2 separate regions of the Zea mays genome follow, and region 1 is linked to region 2. Evidence: chromatin contacts called from public Hi-C data. All regions are on one chromosome and are shown on one strand. The core of a region is the stretch at or near the end of the contact, and the rest is flanking DNA. Distances in the headings are between cores, read along the strand shown.

What was found. Hi-C and Micro-C count contacts between places; a contact is called where the count stands out from the background.
Region 1: a contact with region 2 is called in a Hi-C map of ear, with 7 times the contacts expected there. The contact joins two enhancer-like sites. A contact is called at or near these places in 5 of 25 Hi-C or Micro-C datasets (ear, leaf and tassel).

What each region holds. Positions count from the first base shown.
Region 1 is chr4:65,006,397-65,013,409 of Zm-B73-REFERENCE-NAM-5.0, reverse strand. LOC103653322 (a long non-coding RNA gene) reads left to right here. Exons shown (of 3, transcript XR_002269105.1): 1 at 1-290; 2 at 1,500-1,575; 3 at 3,942-4,315. Among protein-coding and RNA genes, the nearest start is that of LOC103653322, 4.6 kb to the left of the region's middle. Within about 2 kb of position 4,754, at least 15 of the 20 cell types and tissues checked have an H3K27ac peak or open chromatin away from gene starts, as enhancers often do. A contact at or near this core is called in ear, leaf and tassel, where this site is marked.
Region 2 is chr4:64,791,840-64,799,335 of Zm-B73-REFERENCE-NAM-5.0, reverse strand. No RefSeq gene overlaps it. Among protein-coding and RNA genes, the nearest start is that of LOC111591353, 190 kb to the left of the region's middle. Within about 2 kb of position 5,140, at least 14 of the 20 cell types and tissues checked have an H3K27ac peak or open chromatin away from gene starts, as enhancers often do. A contact at or near this core is called in ear, leaf and tassel, where this site is marked.

The DNA.
Region 1 (7,013 bases), core at 3,505-6,004, 210 kb before region 2:
TCATCCAAGTTATTATGTTTTTCATTTTATTCAATTATCTCCCCTGCTTCTTTATCACTCCTATTTTCTAGATGACATATACATAAAAAACAGGATGGTCTTTGTTGGCTTCCTGCTACTGCATATAACATACTAATTTGGCTAAAGAATATATGTATGTACCTTAACTGTGACAGCTACTGATTTGGATTTTTCTTTAAAACAGGCCAGGAGAAGCTGGAATTCCAAATCGTAGTCCGTGTGAACCAGTTGAACCGCATCAATCTTATCAAGTCATCTAATAAAAAAAGGTTTCATTTTTTCCCCAAAAAAATAGTGCATCTGATCTTTCCATTAGTATATAGTGTTGTATTTAGACGTTCATATAGTTTCCTACTGCATTTAACTCATCCATAAGCTAGATGCATCTATGAATCTATTTATAAATTGCTGCTACTATTTTTTTCCATTGCATAAATATAAAGATGCTTTCTTCGTACTTACCCATACATGTCATCATGTGGTAATTGACTAATTCCTTATGTACTGGTTTCTTCGTATTTACCCATACCTCTCATCATATGATCATTTTATTACTCTGATGTATGTCCTGTTTATTACAAAGGAATAGATAAATGTTAGGTCAGTAGTACCTATTTCCTTCAGCAATTTCGTTTACAACATCAGCCACAGATTTCTGAAGTTGTGTGCAAGCATCCCAAGTGAGAATAACTGTTTTGGGAGGCCTAGGCTCTTATGAAAATTAGTTTGTCTGAACATACATTCATAAATTATGTTCAGTGAAGTATCTGCACAATACATATAGAGACTTTAGCCTGATGCGAAAAGGCTAAATCAGTTTTGTTAGTTGCATGTATGCTTCAAAGTTCTATAAGCTATAACTAAAGAGATTTGGACAGCAAGCTGTCGTACTAAATAAACTCACATGTTTTTTGTTTGCCGAAACTATTCTCTCCGTGTAACAACCACTCTACCAAAATGGCATATTCTCTCCTATGAAATTATTTTTACATTGTAATATAAATCATGTCTTCCTGTCCCCAAGACCATGCTATTTTCTCTAGGTTGAATATTAGGTCAAACTAATTAAGTAATAAAACATAAAAGTTCATTTAAAAAAACTCTACAAAAATAAACTAATGTGTACTATTTATGTTGATTGTGTTTATTTACTCCACATGTTTAAATTCTCTATGTTCCCGCAATTTTTTTTAAATCGAACTACATGACGTAATGTCCCGGAAATCATTGACTACATTAGCCCGATACTTAGTATAGACACTTAAATCTGTCATCTGTTGATGTTGCTTGTACTAACAATTAATTGATACACAATTGTTTAGTTAAGGTTTCATTCCGTTTGCTTAGTTTTCATCTTTTATTATTTAAAAGTATGTAACCTGTCTATAGGTTATAACTCTACACTATCATTACGTAGTTAGTGATTACTTATACGCTTGCATTTATTTAACTTAGTTTATGTACTCCATGTGTTTTAGATTCTCCCCAGATCTGCTTTTTTGGGCCGAACCACGTGGAGTAATACCCCTGAAGTTCAGTGACTACATCAACCAGGTACTTCGTACACACTTTGGTCTGTCACCATCAATGTTATTTAATCTACCAGTTCATGCACATATGTACAATTGGGATTCTATTTTTTCGTTTAAATTATGAAACATTGCATGTGTTCCTCGTTTTGCTAGTGCAACAGTGTATATTTATATACCGAAAGCTAACTTCCTATAACTTTTATAAAATACCGTAGGAAGTTATGTTTATTTCCTAGAGCTACCAGTTGCTCGGAAGTTATTTATTTCCTACGGTTTGTTATAAAAGTTGTAGAAAGTTAAAAAACCGTAGGAATTGTATGATTTTGGTGTAGTGTTTTATATCCTCGTCTACACACAATCATCAACATGATGAAAAACAGGTAAAAATGCATTTGTGATAATATAAGAGTTCAAGCATGACAACTAAAAAAGGGAAAAAGATTCTCACCAGTCTGGTCTATCCCGTACACTTTGATGCTGACGTCATTAAATTGTCTTGCTAAATGATGATACCTCCCACTGTCGCAGCTATCCAAGGAAAGTCAGGGTCAGCCATCCTGTACCAACAAACCGGTATAGCTAGAAAAATCATTTCTAAATAAACTGATAGGAACATGAAGTGCTCTTGCTTCTTACCTGTGCTTGTTTAGCTCATGTATGGCAATAACAAAATCCACTAAATATTATGCATAAGGCAAATATTAGGCACAAAGTCCATGTTCTGAAAGCAAAAAACGTGAGTCCTATGCAAATAGCATGTTTGGAAAAACTTGACTAAAACCCCATATATGAGGTATGGTACATGATATATTTCAGGAAACCATCTATGTTTCTTACTTTCTTGTTTATTCAGTTTCATTATTTCTTGGAGAAAAGATAAACATGCTCCTTTGGTGCTAGAAGCAATGTGGCTTTATTCTCCAACATAAACACAGTTGATGACATGAGTGGCCTTACATTTGGATTCTCTTCGACACAGAAAAGTCCTACATTAGTACACCTATAGACATCTGATTTCATTCAGGTGAAACTGTTTGCATCGAAGCACAGACTTTGTTTTCCTTTTTTGTCGATACATTGAAGTTTGAAAAGGCCACTATTTTACTTAGCTAATTGATTAAGCGTCTATGTTCTTCAAACTTTTTTTCAATGTTTAGGGTTTCCATGGTTTTAGCTTTTTGACCTATTCCTTAGTTTCTGTGCTCCATTCTAAGACCTGTATATCACACGTATTTCATTTGGCCACCAAACATTGAGGTTCTAAGATGCCACTATTTTACTTTGCGAATAGACTGAACGTCTATGTTCTTTAAATTTTTCCCCAAAATTTACTGTTTATGGTTTTCCCTAAATTTAGCTTTTGGATTTAATCCCTGGTTTCTCTGTTTCATTCTAAGATGTGTGTGTAGCCTACGTTTCATTTGGCCAACAAAACAGTTTTTGTGCTCGTAGGTTGCTGCAGGACAATTTTGGGTCCATAATGGTCATAGGAACTCTACTGTCTACTTCTTGTAGAACAGAAAAAATAATTCAGTTCGCCTTCGTTGAATCTAATTTCGATTTTATATCTTCATGGCTTTTTTTCCTCTTTTAAAAAGTCAGACCTTACTCCTGTCCCTCTCCCCTCTTTATTCTATTCTCTCACTATCTGATGTCATTCCATTTGTGCAACAGAAAAAAATTGCACTTTCTTTCATCTTGGAATATGCTTGCTTTCAGTTTCTGATTTTATTGTAGTTGCTTGCTAAGTGATTCACAGCATCTGGTGCAAGAAGATAGTAGAGAAAATAAACAAATTACATAGCTCGTAGCTATTGGCTAATTAGTGTAGTTCATACTTCATAGCCCTTTTTTGCTGCAAGAATAACCTGAGCAAACTCATTCCTAAAATATATGTTCAAAAAATGTTCTGTGCTGAAAATACACAGTGCACATTGAACACTGCTATTATGTTCATTATGTTCTGTGCTGAAAATACACAGTGCGCACTGAAAATACACACTACCAAAAAATGTTCCTGCAACACAGTTCTTAGTAAACTTGCTTCTATGCTGCTCTTTTTTTTCCTTATATATCATCATAACAGTGTGTTAGACTGTTAGCCTCTTGATATATCTTATTCGAGAAACACTTTAACTTTTCAATTAAGTTTTTGTAACTTGAGATCTTAGACATAACATAGCTTGTTGTGCTAATAGACTTAGTACCTGCTTGCGGTGATCAGAGGGAAAGATAAAATAAACATATTGTATGTTATTGTTTCTCTCTTTTCAAAAAAATGTTATTTGTTTTATGATCCTAATATTACATTGTGCTCTTTGGTGCTGTTTATGCTAACATACTACTCTCATTTGTATACATGTATTGTTTCTTTTTTTGCAAGCATAGAAGAGGCTCCATCACTTTTGGTCATGAGACTTTTATGTATATATTAACCTGATGTTGAAGCCTTCCTAGAACTGTGTGTCTATGCAAGAAAGACTGGTCACTTTTGATCAATAGACTTTTATTTGCACGCATAGAAGAGGCTCCATCACTTTTGGTCATAAGACTTTTATATATATATTAATCTGATGTTGAAGCCTTCCTAGAACTGTGTGTATGCAAGAAAAGCTAGGTCACTTTTGGTCAATAGACTTTTATGTACATATGGCTCTAGTTGAAGTCTTCCTAGAACTATGTTTGTCTATGTAAACTCTACAGATACACTATTGCTGGACACTCAAGTATACCAGTTTAATGCAACTTGCTACTTACTGTAATCTAAATTTGTATTACTACTGCTATTGGTACTAAAAAATATTGTTGAAAATTCAGCAAATGTTCTTAGACAATTGCTATTTGAAATAAAATAGGCTTATCAAATAAAAAGAAAGGACAACACGCGCGCAGGTGCGCGCGTAAGGCACTAGTATATATAGACGAATTTACGGTCGCCGGTGATGCGGGCCGGCATACGGACGGCGGCCAACTTGCACCGTTGCACGGGCCGGTGCGTGCCGTGGCAGTCATGCATATGAATCATGATCGTGTGAAACTTCCACTCTGGATCGTGTGAGGAAACTTCCGTCGTTCAGGTGGAAGCTCACATTTTCACACGCAAGTGGCTGCTGCCTCGTCGCGCGGTCGCGCCTGGATGGAAATATGACTTCACAACGCAGCAGCAGCAGCGGTACGTAGCAGTAGGCCAGGCCAGTAGCAGCATAGCGGCAGCGCTTGCCGTGTCCGTGCTCGCTATGCTGCTGGCTACTAGCTAGCTACTTGCTCGTTGGATGGATCCATCAATCACTGTTGACACCTTTTTGGAAGCGCCAATTACTCAAGAGAACCAGCGGCGGTGCTCTCTGGTCAGGCGCGGACGGTCCGCGGCACAGGGCCGGACGGTCCGCGACCTGGCGCGAGGCGGCGGTGCTCTCTGGTCAAGCGCGGACGGTCCGCGGCACGGGGCCGGACGGTACGCGACCTGATGCAGGAGCTCGGGTTCCCTGCCTGACGGCCGGACGGTCCGCGCCCTAGGGCCGGACGGTCCGCGCGTGCGCAGGGGCGGCGGAAATCGCCGACGGCGGCCTGGATCTCGCTCCCGGGAGGGACCCCGTCGGGGAGGAAAGATCCTAGGGGTTGTCTAGGCTTGGGCCGACCGACCTAGACTCCTCCAATCGGCGTAGAGTCGAACAGAGACGGAGAATTTGGGGATTGAGAGGCTAAACCTAAACTAGACTAGAACTACTCCTAGGATAAAATGCGAATAAAAGTTGTATTGATTCTGTTCGAACCGGTTTTGAGCCGGCGGACTGTCCGGCCCTGAGGCTGGACGGTCCGCGGTCCGGACGGTCCGCGCCTGTGGGCCGGACGGTCCGCGCGTGCGCAGAACAGATTAGGGTTCCGAGTTTTGTGCTATGGTTGTTAGCTATATTCGCGGGATTAGCTCGGAATCAGTTGTGTAAAGGGTCCAGCCCCCCCTCCTCTATAAATAGAGAGGTCTACGGCCGATTTGTAATAATCAACAATCGAATCAATAAAACTTTTATTCGCATTTCATCCTAGGAGTAGTTCTAGTCTAGTTTAGGTTTAGCCTCTCAATCCCCAAATTCTCCGCCTCTCTTCGACTCTACGCCGATTGGAGGAGTCTAGGTCGGCCGGCCCGAGCCTAGACACCACCTAGGATCTCTCCTCCCCGACGGGGTCCCTCCCGGGAGCGAGATCCAGGTGCCGCCGGCGAACTTCCGCCGCCCCTGCACACGCGCGGACCGTCCGGCCTCAGGGCGCGGCCGTCAGGCAGGAAACCCTAGCCCCTGCGCCAGGTCGCGGACCGTCCGGCCCCAGGCCGCGGACCGTCCGCGCCTGACCAGAGAGCACCGCCGCCGGTTCTTCTTCAGTATTTGGCGCTCCAAAAAAGCGTCAACATACTTTTTGGCGACTCCGCTGTGGACGACATATCTAAGCTGATCAAATCGGCCCTCAATGGCCGGTTCAAGGGATAGCTCTGATATTTCTCCAAGCAACATCATAGAGCCGACTTGGGAAACTTTGCCGGCTGACGAGCAGCTCCAGTTTGAGGAGCACAAGGAGCGGATGATCCAGGAGGCGAAAGCAAAGTTCTTGGCCAACTTCAAAGTGGACAGGAACAACAAGGTCGTCCGACATCGGGCGACGGATCCGGCTTCGCTCCAACCCACGCCAGATATCCCCAATGTAAGTAATACCAACGATCTGCAATCTCTTAGAAATTATGTAGAAGATCAGCGTGAACAAATGCAGAACATCATAGGGGGTATGCAAAGCGATCTTAAGAAACTAGTACGTGCATTTGATAAATCTAGTACCACAAATTTTCCTTCGCACGAGGTTGAGTTAGGAGATAACGCGTGTAACACATCGGCTACAGGTTGTCACGACCAGTCACAACCCCTTTATGGGATGCCGATGGACACATACCCTAATCAACCGCAAATCGGCAGCAAACCAGCCGATCTGCACATGCCCGGACCGTCCGCACGTGAGCGCGGACCGTCCGGGCCAGCAACAGTCGGGCCTATTTTTAATGAGTTACCTAGATATGCGCCCGAGCCACCACACATGGCACAGAACCCAAACTACCCAGTCGGACGGTCCGCATACAACGACGGACGGTCCGCATATAACCACGGACGGTCCGGGTACGTATCCGGACAGTCCGCGCATGAGTATTTTGAGGAGGATTATTACATGAATCCTCGCCCGTCCCAGCAACACTTCCCATCACACTATGTGATGCACCAGCCCATTAATTCAGGATCCAAAGCCCAGGAAAGCTTTCCGGCCCCACCTAGAAGGCCGGAAAGAAACGATCAAACCTATGACCCATATAGGGCAAATGAAAATGCACCACGTAACTCAAACCAATGGGGGGAAAGACAACATGCTAATATCCAGCCAACCCCACCTATGTTTGACCAGAGAGCCGGTAGTCTTGCACCGGCT
Region 2 (7,496 bases), core at 3,891-6,390:
TAACCGGTTTCTTTTTCTCGTCGTCGTCGTCTCTTGGTGAAGAAGAAGATTCGTCGCTGTCATAGTAGACGATCTTCTTGATGCGCCTCTTCTTCTTCCTGTCCTTCTTCTTGTGACTCGAGCCAGAGTCAGTGGGCTTGTCGTCCCTTGGCTCATTGAAGATGAACTCCTTCTCCTTATCGTTGACCACCATCCCCTTTCCCTTAGGATCCATCTCTTTGGGCGATTAGTCCCTTAAGTGAAGAGAACGGCTCCGATACCAATTGAGAGCACCTAGAGGGGGGGGGGGGTGAATAGGTGATCCTGTAAAATTCAATACTAAATTGCCACAAGCTTGGTTATAAAGATGTTAGTGCAATAGAACCAAGTGGCTATAGAGCGAGCTCTTGCGAATCACAATGATCACAGAGAAAGACAACACAAGAGACCAGTGGTTTATCCCGTGGTTCGGCCAAGTATAACACTTGCCTACCTCCATGTTGTGGTGTCCCAATGGACGAGGGTTGCACTCAACCCCTTTCAAGTGATCCGATGATCAACTTGAATACCACTGTTTTCTTCCCGTTTGCAAGGAATCTCCACAAGTTGGAGCCTCTCGCCCTTACAAGATTGATCACAAAGAAAGCACAGAGTAAGGGTGGGAAGAGCAACACACACTAGAATTAAATCCACACCGCAAACACACACACAAGTGAGAAGATGAGCACACAAAACACGCGCGGGGAGTTTGCAACTCGAAAAGTGCTCCAACGTCAAGAACGATGAACGATTGAGTGAAAGTGAGGACTAGAAGTCTTGGAATGCTTAGAGTGTGCTTGGGGTGACTCCTCCATGCGCCTAGGGGTCCCTTTTATAGCCCCAAGGCAGCTAGGAGCCGTTGGAGGCCAACAAGGAAGGTTATCCTTGCCTTCTGTCGGGTGGCGCACCGGACAGTCCGGTGCACCACCGGACAGCCACTGTTCATGTCCGGTGTGCGATCTCCTTCCAATTCTGGTGCAGCCGACCATTGCAGATTCGTGGTAGTTGGCGCACCGAACACTGTCCGGTGCACACCGGACAGTCCGGTGCCCCCTACCGACCGTTGGCGTGGGCCACGCGTCGCCCGCGGATTACGCGACCGACCGTTGCGCTGGCGGCCGTTGGCTCACCGGACAGTCCGGTGCACCACCAGACAGTCTGATGAATTATATCCGTACGCCGCCAAATTCTCCCGAGAGCGGCCTGTTCACCGGAGTTCAGCCTGGCGCACCGGACACTGTCCGGTGCACCACCGGACAGTCCGGTGTGCCAGACTGAGCAGAGATTTGGCTGTATCGAGCCAAGTCTTTTGGATCTTTTCTTGTCTCTGTTTCTAGCACTTAGACACAATATGTTAGTACTCAAAACAATGTACTAAGTCTAGAAACGTACCTTGTCATATGATTTGCATCTTTTGCTTGTTTGGCGCATAATATTTCACTCACTATGTGTTGGACATTTAGTCACCAAAATATTATAGAAATGGCCCAAGGGCACATTTCCCTTTCAGGACCATGCAAAGACTTCCACTGCACTCCGGTATTAGTGTACTCACCTCCAAGTTCATTTTTATGCTCTAGTTGCCTTTTTGCTCTTAATTGACATTTTTGGTGAGGCAATGGGGTTAAAGGGCCACTAATGATCCCGTTTTGGTGCTTCATGCCAAAGGGGGAGAAATTAAGGCCAAAGCAAATGGATCAGCTACCACTTGTGAATTTTGAAAACAATAGAGTTAGAACTTTTGATTTGTCCAAAATGCTCTTATTACAAAATTTAGTCTCTTGTGGGGGAGAATTTATGACTATGGGAAAAAGGGGGAGTTTTTGGCATTCGATCAATTTCACTCTTGGATTATCTCTCTTTATGCCCAAACAACCGAGTTTGACTTAGAGATAGGAAAATGAATTTGATTTGCAAAAACAAACCAAGTGATGGCAAAGAGCGATCCAAATATGTCAAATCTTGTTAAAAACAATTTGGTCCTCAATTGCATTGATATTGCACATCTTTTGGTTGCTTTTGGTTGTGTTGGCATAAATCACCAAAAAGGGGGGAGATTGAAAGGGAAATGTGCCTTTGGGCCATTTCTATAATGTTTTGGTGATTAAGTGCCCAACACATATTCTTTAAGTCCTAACGTGCCAAAGATTGCAAAAAGTGAAAATCATATAACAAGGTATGTTTCTAGACTTAGTATTTGGCTTTTGTATACTAATAAAGTTATCTAAGTGTTAGAAACAGAGATAAGAAGAAAAGAAATGGATTGCAAAAGACTGGCTGTGTGCAGCCGAAGTTCAGCTCAGTCTGGCACACCGGACTGTCCGGTGGTGCACTTGACAGTGTCTGGTGCGCCAGGCTGAACTCCGGTGAACAGGCCGCTCTCGGGAAAAGTTTGGCGGCGTACGACTATAATTCACCGGACTGTCCGGTGAGCCAACGGTCGCCAGCGCAACGGTCGGTCACGCAATCCGCGGGCGACGCGTGGCCCGCGCCAACGGTCGGCAGGGGGCACCGGACTATCTGTTGCGCCAACTGACCTAGGGCTGCAACGGTCATATGCGCTAGAAAAGGAAGGAGATCGGCACCGGACCGTCTACAGTGACTGTCCGGTGGCGCACCGGACTGTCCGGTGCGCCACTCGACAGAAGGCAAGGATGGCCTTCCTTGTTGGTCTCCAACGACTCCTAGCTGCCTTGGGGCTATAAAAGGGACCCCTAGGCGCATGGAAGAGCTACACAAGCTTACAAGAAACATTCTAAGACTTCAAGACTCTAACTTCACGCATTCGATTCTTTGAGATAGTGACTTGAGCTCCATTTGTGTTGTGAACACCGTGCATTGTGTTTTGAGATCGAGTTGTGACTTGTGTGCGTAGTTGTGTTGCGATTTGTGTCTTGTGTGCGTAGCTCTTCCCTACCTTACTTCTGTGCTTCTTTTGTGATCATCATTGTAAGGGCGAGAGGCTCCAAGTTGTGGAGATTCCTCGCAAACGGGAGAAAGAGTAAGAAAGGAAAAACCGTGGTATTCAAGTTGATCATCAGATCACTTGAAAGGGGTTGAGTGCAACCCTCGTCCATTGGGACGCCACAACGTGGAAGTAGGCAAGTATTACTTGGCCGAACCACGAGATAAAAATCGCGTGTCTCTTGTGTGCTTTCTCTTTGATTGTCTGCGTTCACAAGAACTCGCTTCAAGCTACTTAGCCGTTCTAACTTTCATAACTAAGTTTTGTGGCTATTAGTGTTGAATTTTACAGGATCACCTATTCACCCCCCTCTAGGTGCTCTCAATAACCGACTCATGCCTATCCTATAACCATTGACCCTCCTTGGTATATAAATGGAGGGACGGAGGATCCCCATGAGGGCAAGATCATCTCACATTGCAGTAGACACTAGCAAAGTCATAAATAGGACGTACAATATTATATCACATCGCCAGCCGAAACATGTATAATTTTTCATATCTCTTGTGCCATTACCTTCAACTTTCGATCACATGACCTATCCCATGTAAATACTGTCGAACAATTAATTTTCGACAAGTCTGGTTTATAAAGGTAGAGCTAGGCTACAAGACAAAAACAAGTGGAGTTGAATCTAATTCAATAGGTTCCTTCTTTTAGGTCTTGCTATAAAACTTCAGTTTCGAAAACTAAAGCAAATAACATAGTTTAAACATGCAACTTTTGAACTCCCAATACCATATTAGACTCTCTCCAACAAGGGTCGGTAAAGCCTCCTGTCCACCAAATATAGCAGACACAAACGTCCGGTAAGCGTCCAGCAAGGTGCGCTATACTGTCCGCTAAAATTTAGCGACTCTTCCTCAGCCGCTACATTTGCCGGGTATACAAGCGCCCGCTATATACTGTTCCCGTGGATGGCGGTGGCGCTGCTGTGCTGCCGCAGGTCTGAACATGCTTTCCATTCAAAGGACCTCGGGACGAACATGCAAAGGACATCTCCGACATCATCCGAGCACCATCTCCCGCAATATAAAAAACAATGAGAAGAAATTATGCTACACATGTTTAAGTCCGGATAACAAAAATTGTTAATAAATTTTAAAAAACTATTGCCGTGCATGTTTTATTTCAATTAGCGTGTAATGAAAAGAAATGAATTATAAACCAAATAAATGGACAAAATGAAGTATGTTAACCCTGTAGCTTTAGAGAACCGAATTTAGGGAACGTTGTTGGAGACTGAGATAATATAGAGGACAAAATCTTTTAGAGTGTTCTGTAAAGTACAGAGAATATTCTTTTAGCGGACGAAATTTAGGGGACGTTGCTGAAGACAGCCCTAAATAAGATCAACACTTTCAACTCTGTTTTTGAAACGTACAATGATGACTCTTTAAGTTATGTATAAGAATATAATTTCTATTATAATGTAACTTTTACCATATGTGCTATATGTAAAAGAATAGGTCCAAACCAAACTGTGAATATTAGATAGGCTTTTTCGTCTAGCATAACGACCCGTTACATCCCTAAGCTTCGACCAGTTTAATTCTAAAGCATCCATTTCCCAACATCAAAGAACTGCAGAAGTCGTATATATATAGGAGACAACAAATCCGGCCGGGATAAGGTTTACGTAATTAAGTACCTAACCATCAGGCCAAAGCAACTTTCACCGGTACAGCGGCATCTTCTCCGCAGACGAGAGACGGCCTGAGTTCGTTGCTTGATGACGTTGGGAGCACTGGCGAGACATGAGTGACAGGTTGGCCAGTCACATATATCCACCACTCTCTCCAGCCACAGAACCAGATCCATCGTATATATATCGTGCATGAGATGCCAAGTGACGAGATGATCCACCACAAGAAAGTGAGCTTGGCAAGGGTGGGTGGGCCTTTCGGGCATTCATTTATTTATTTTGTTTGCTTCGTGAGATTAGCAGTTCAGTGATTTCCATCCCATGCATGTATAGATGATGCACTGCTAGTCTAGCTCGTTCGATAGCCTGGAATCCTTTTTGTACTTGCCGTGGATATATATTTTGGCGCCAATCATTGATGCTCTGAAATTGAGCTGTTACTGTCTGCGTTGGCACCTCAGTCAGTCCTCAAGTGTTCTAGGGCCCAAAAAAACATTTGAGAGAATTGAAATCAGAAGCCACAGAACAATGATACACATGCACCCATTGGCTCGTTAGCTGGGAGTTGGGAGAGGCCTGTGCAGCTGTGCTGCCAGCCTGCAAGCCCATGCTTGTTTGCTTCCAGAGCCCGTGCGCACCAATTACCTAGAAAAGCCAGGCCCACTTCGAACGAGAGATCTGGATTGTCGAGTGCGGCTCGTCGCATATGCATTTTTTTCTTCATTTTTTAGTTATTTTGTCTTTGTTTTCCTAGGGGTTGTATTCTATGTACTCATTATTTCTTGGGAGTGAGCAGTCGTTAATCGGCTAAATTTCTTTCGGATTTGAGTCAGATTACTTTAGGTATACAGACTACAACCCAGAACAAGTATAATAAGGTGATGTATGTGAGATGTAAAAGATGTCATGTCTAATTTACAGTGGTATGGAAGAAAGAGATGAAGAGATAATAGAAGCGGACCGCTCATTGTTAGCAAGCTAAAAGCGGGCTGCTTATGGACTCCAACATAATTTGTGAGATGAAGAAATAACCAAATATTAAATAGACATTTTTATCATGAAGAGTTACTATATGACATAAACTAAAAATTACGAATTCAGTGTCACCTGCAATGTAGGAACCTACAACAAATTAATTCTAATGGCAAAACAAGCTGAAACTGAACCTAAAATGACACAGTGCACACAACCTTCAGGCATATGGGTTGGAGGCAAATAGGTTGACTCAATGACCATGAATTGGGAAGGGGTCACAGAATGCATGTCATCGATCCTTCTTCCTCCACCGCAAATACCAATTTGCTTAGATGGGACTTACAGGTCTTGAGTTTGACTCTCTGTTTTCACACAAGAATGTCACTTGTTGAGTCATTTAGTAGCTAGATTTGTGTCTTTGTGAGGACACCGATGATATGGCAAAGGTGAGCACCGCTCCCAACACTCGTTTCTTCTCACGTAAGCATTGGATGAATATGGGGTTTTGGAGTTCTTATAGACGGCGAAGCCGCCAACAGCCGGACGCAGTCGGGTTCAGGTTTCTAGTTCGTTCTCTACCTCCTCTCTCAAAACTCCCCTCTCATCTCTTATTTACATGCCACTTTACCAAAAAAAGAAAAGGGCACGTTATTTGGTCCATTCTGGCCCATTCACCTTGGTATTGGGCTTAATCATCCTTCATGGCCTGGTTGTTACATTGGACTCCTCTAGCGCTGTGACATCCCCCTCTCATTGAGAGATGGCTTGTCCACAAGCCACGTGTTTAGGAACCTGGTGATGAAGGTTGGCTCGTCCTCCCATGTCGCGAGCTCCTCTGGCCAAGATGCCCATTTGATGAGCAGCTGAGTGACCTCCCCTTTTGGTGTGTGGATTGTGCGTCGCTGCAACACCATCTATGGTTTCTGCAAGGATTCAGACAATGGAGGTAAGGTAGAACTTACAGGAACATCTGGACCGATTGCTTTCTTCAATAGAGATACATAGAAGACTAGGTGGATGGATGAAGAGGCTGGGAGTTCCAATTTGAATGCTACTTTGCCCACTTTTTGCACCACAGGATAGGGACCAAAGTGCTTGAATGCGGGCTTGTGATTTGTCTGTTTGACCAAGGAAGATTGGACAAATGGCTGCAATTTCAGGTCGACCGAATCGCCTACTTCAAAGTTTCTGTCAGAATGGTGGCGATCGACCTGTTGTTTCTGATGATGCTGAGCTCTGGCTAGTTGCTGTTGGACCAATTGAGTCATAAGATTTCTTTCATTTAACCATTCCTAAAGAGAGGGGACAATACAAGAATCCCTGATATATATACCAAAGTGTCTGGGGGATATCCATATGAAACTTTGAAAGGGGTAAGCTTCAAGGAGGTAACTAGTGTTATACTAGAACTCTGCCAACGAAAGCCAGTGTTTCCACTTCGAAGGACAGGCATGAGTAAAACAGTGGAGGTAGGTTTCCAAACATTGGTTCACTCTCTCTGTTTGACCATCTGACTAGGGGTGATAAGTTGTTGTAAAACGCAACTCCACACCTGCCAACTGAAACAATTCCTTCCATAATGCTCGTAAAGATACGGTCTCTGTCCAAAATCAAAGCTTGTGGGAAACCATGCAGTTTGAAGATATGGTCCACGAATTTGTGAGCTACCCTGAGAGCTGTAAATGGGTGATGAAGGGGCACAAAGTGATTGTACTTGGAAAATTTATCAACAACGGCCATTATGTAGTTAGAGTGGTCCAAGGTTGGAAGACCTTCTATAAGTCCATTGGGACCACTTGACAGGCACCCTCCAGAATGGGTAATGGTTGAAGAAGTCATGGGTAGTGAATCCGTTAATATTTTGCCTGTTGGCAGGTGGAGCACTGCGTACAC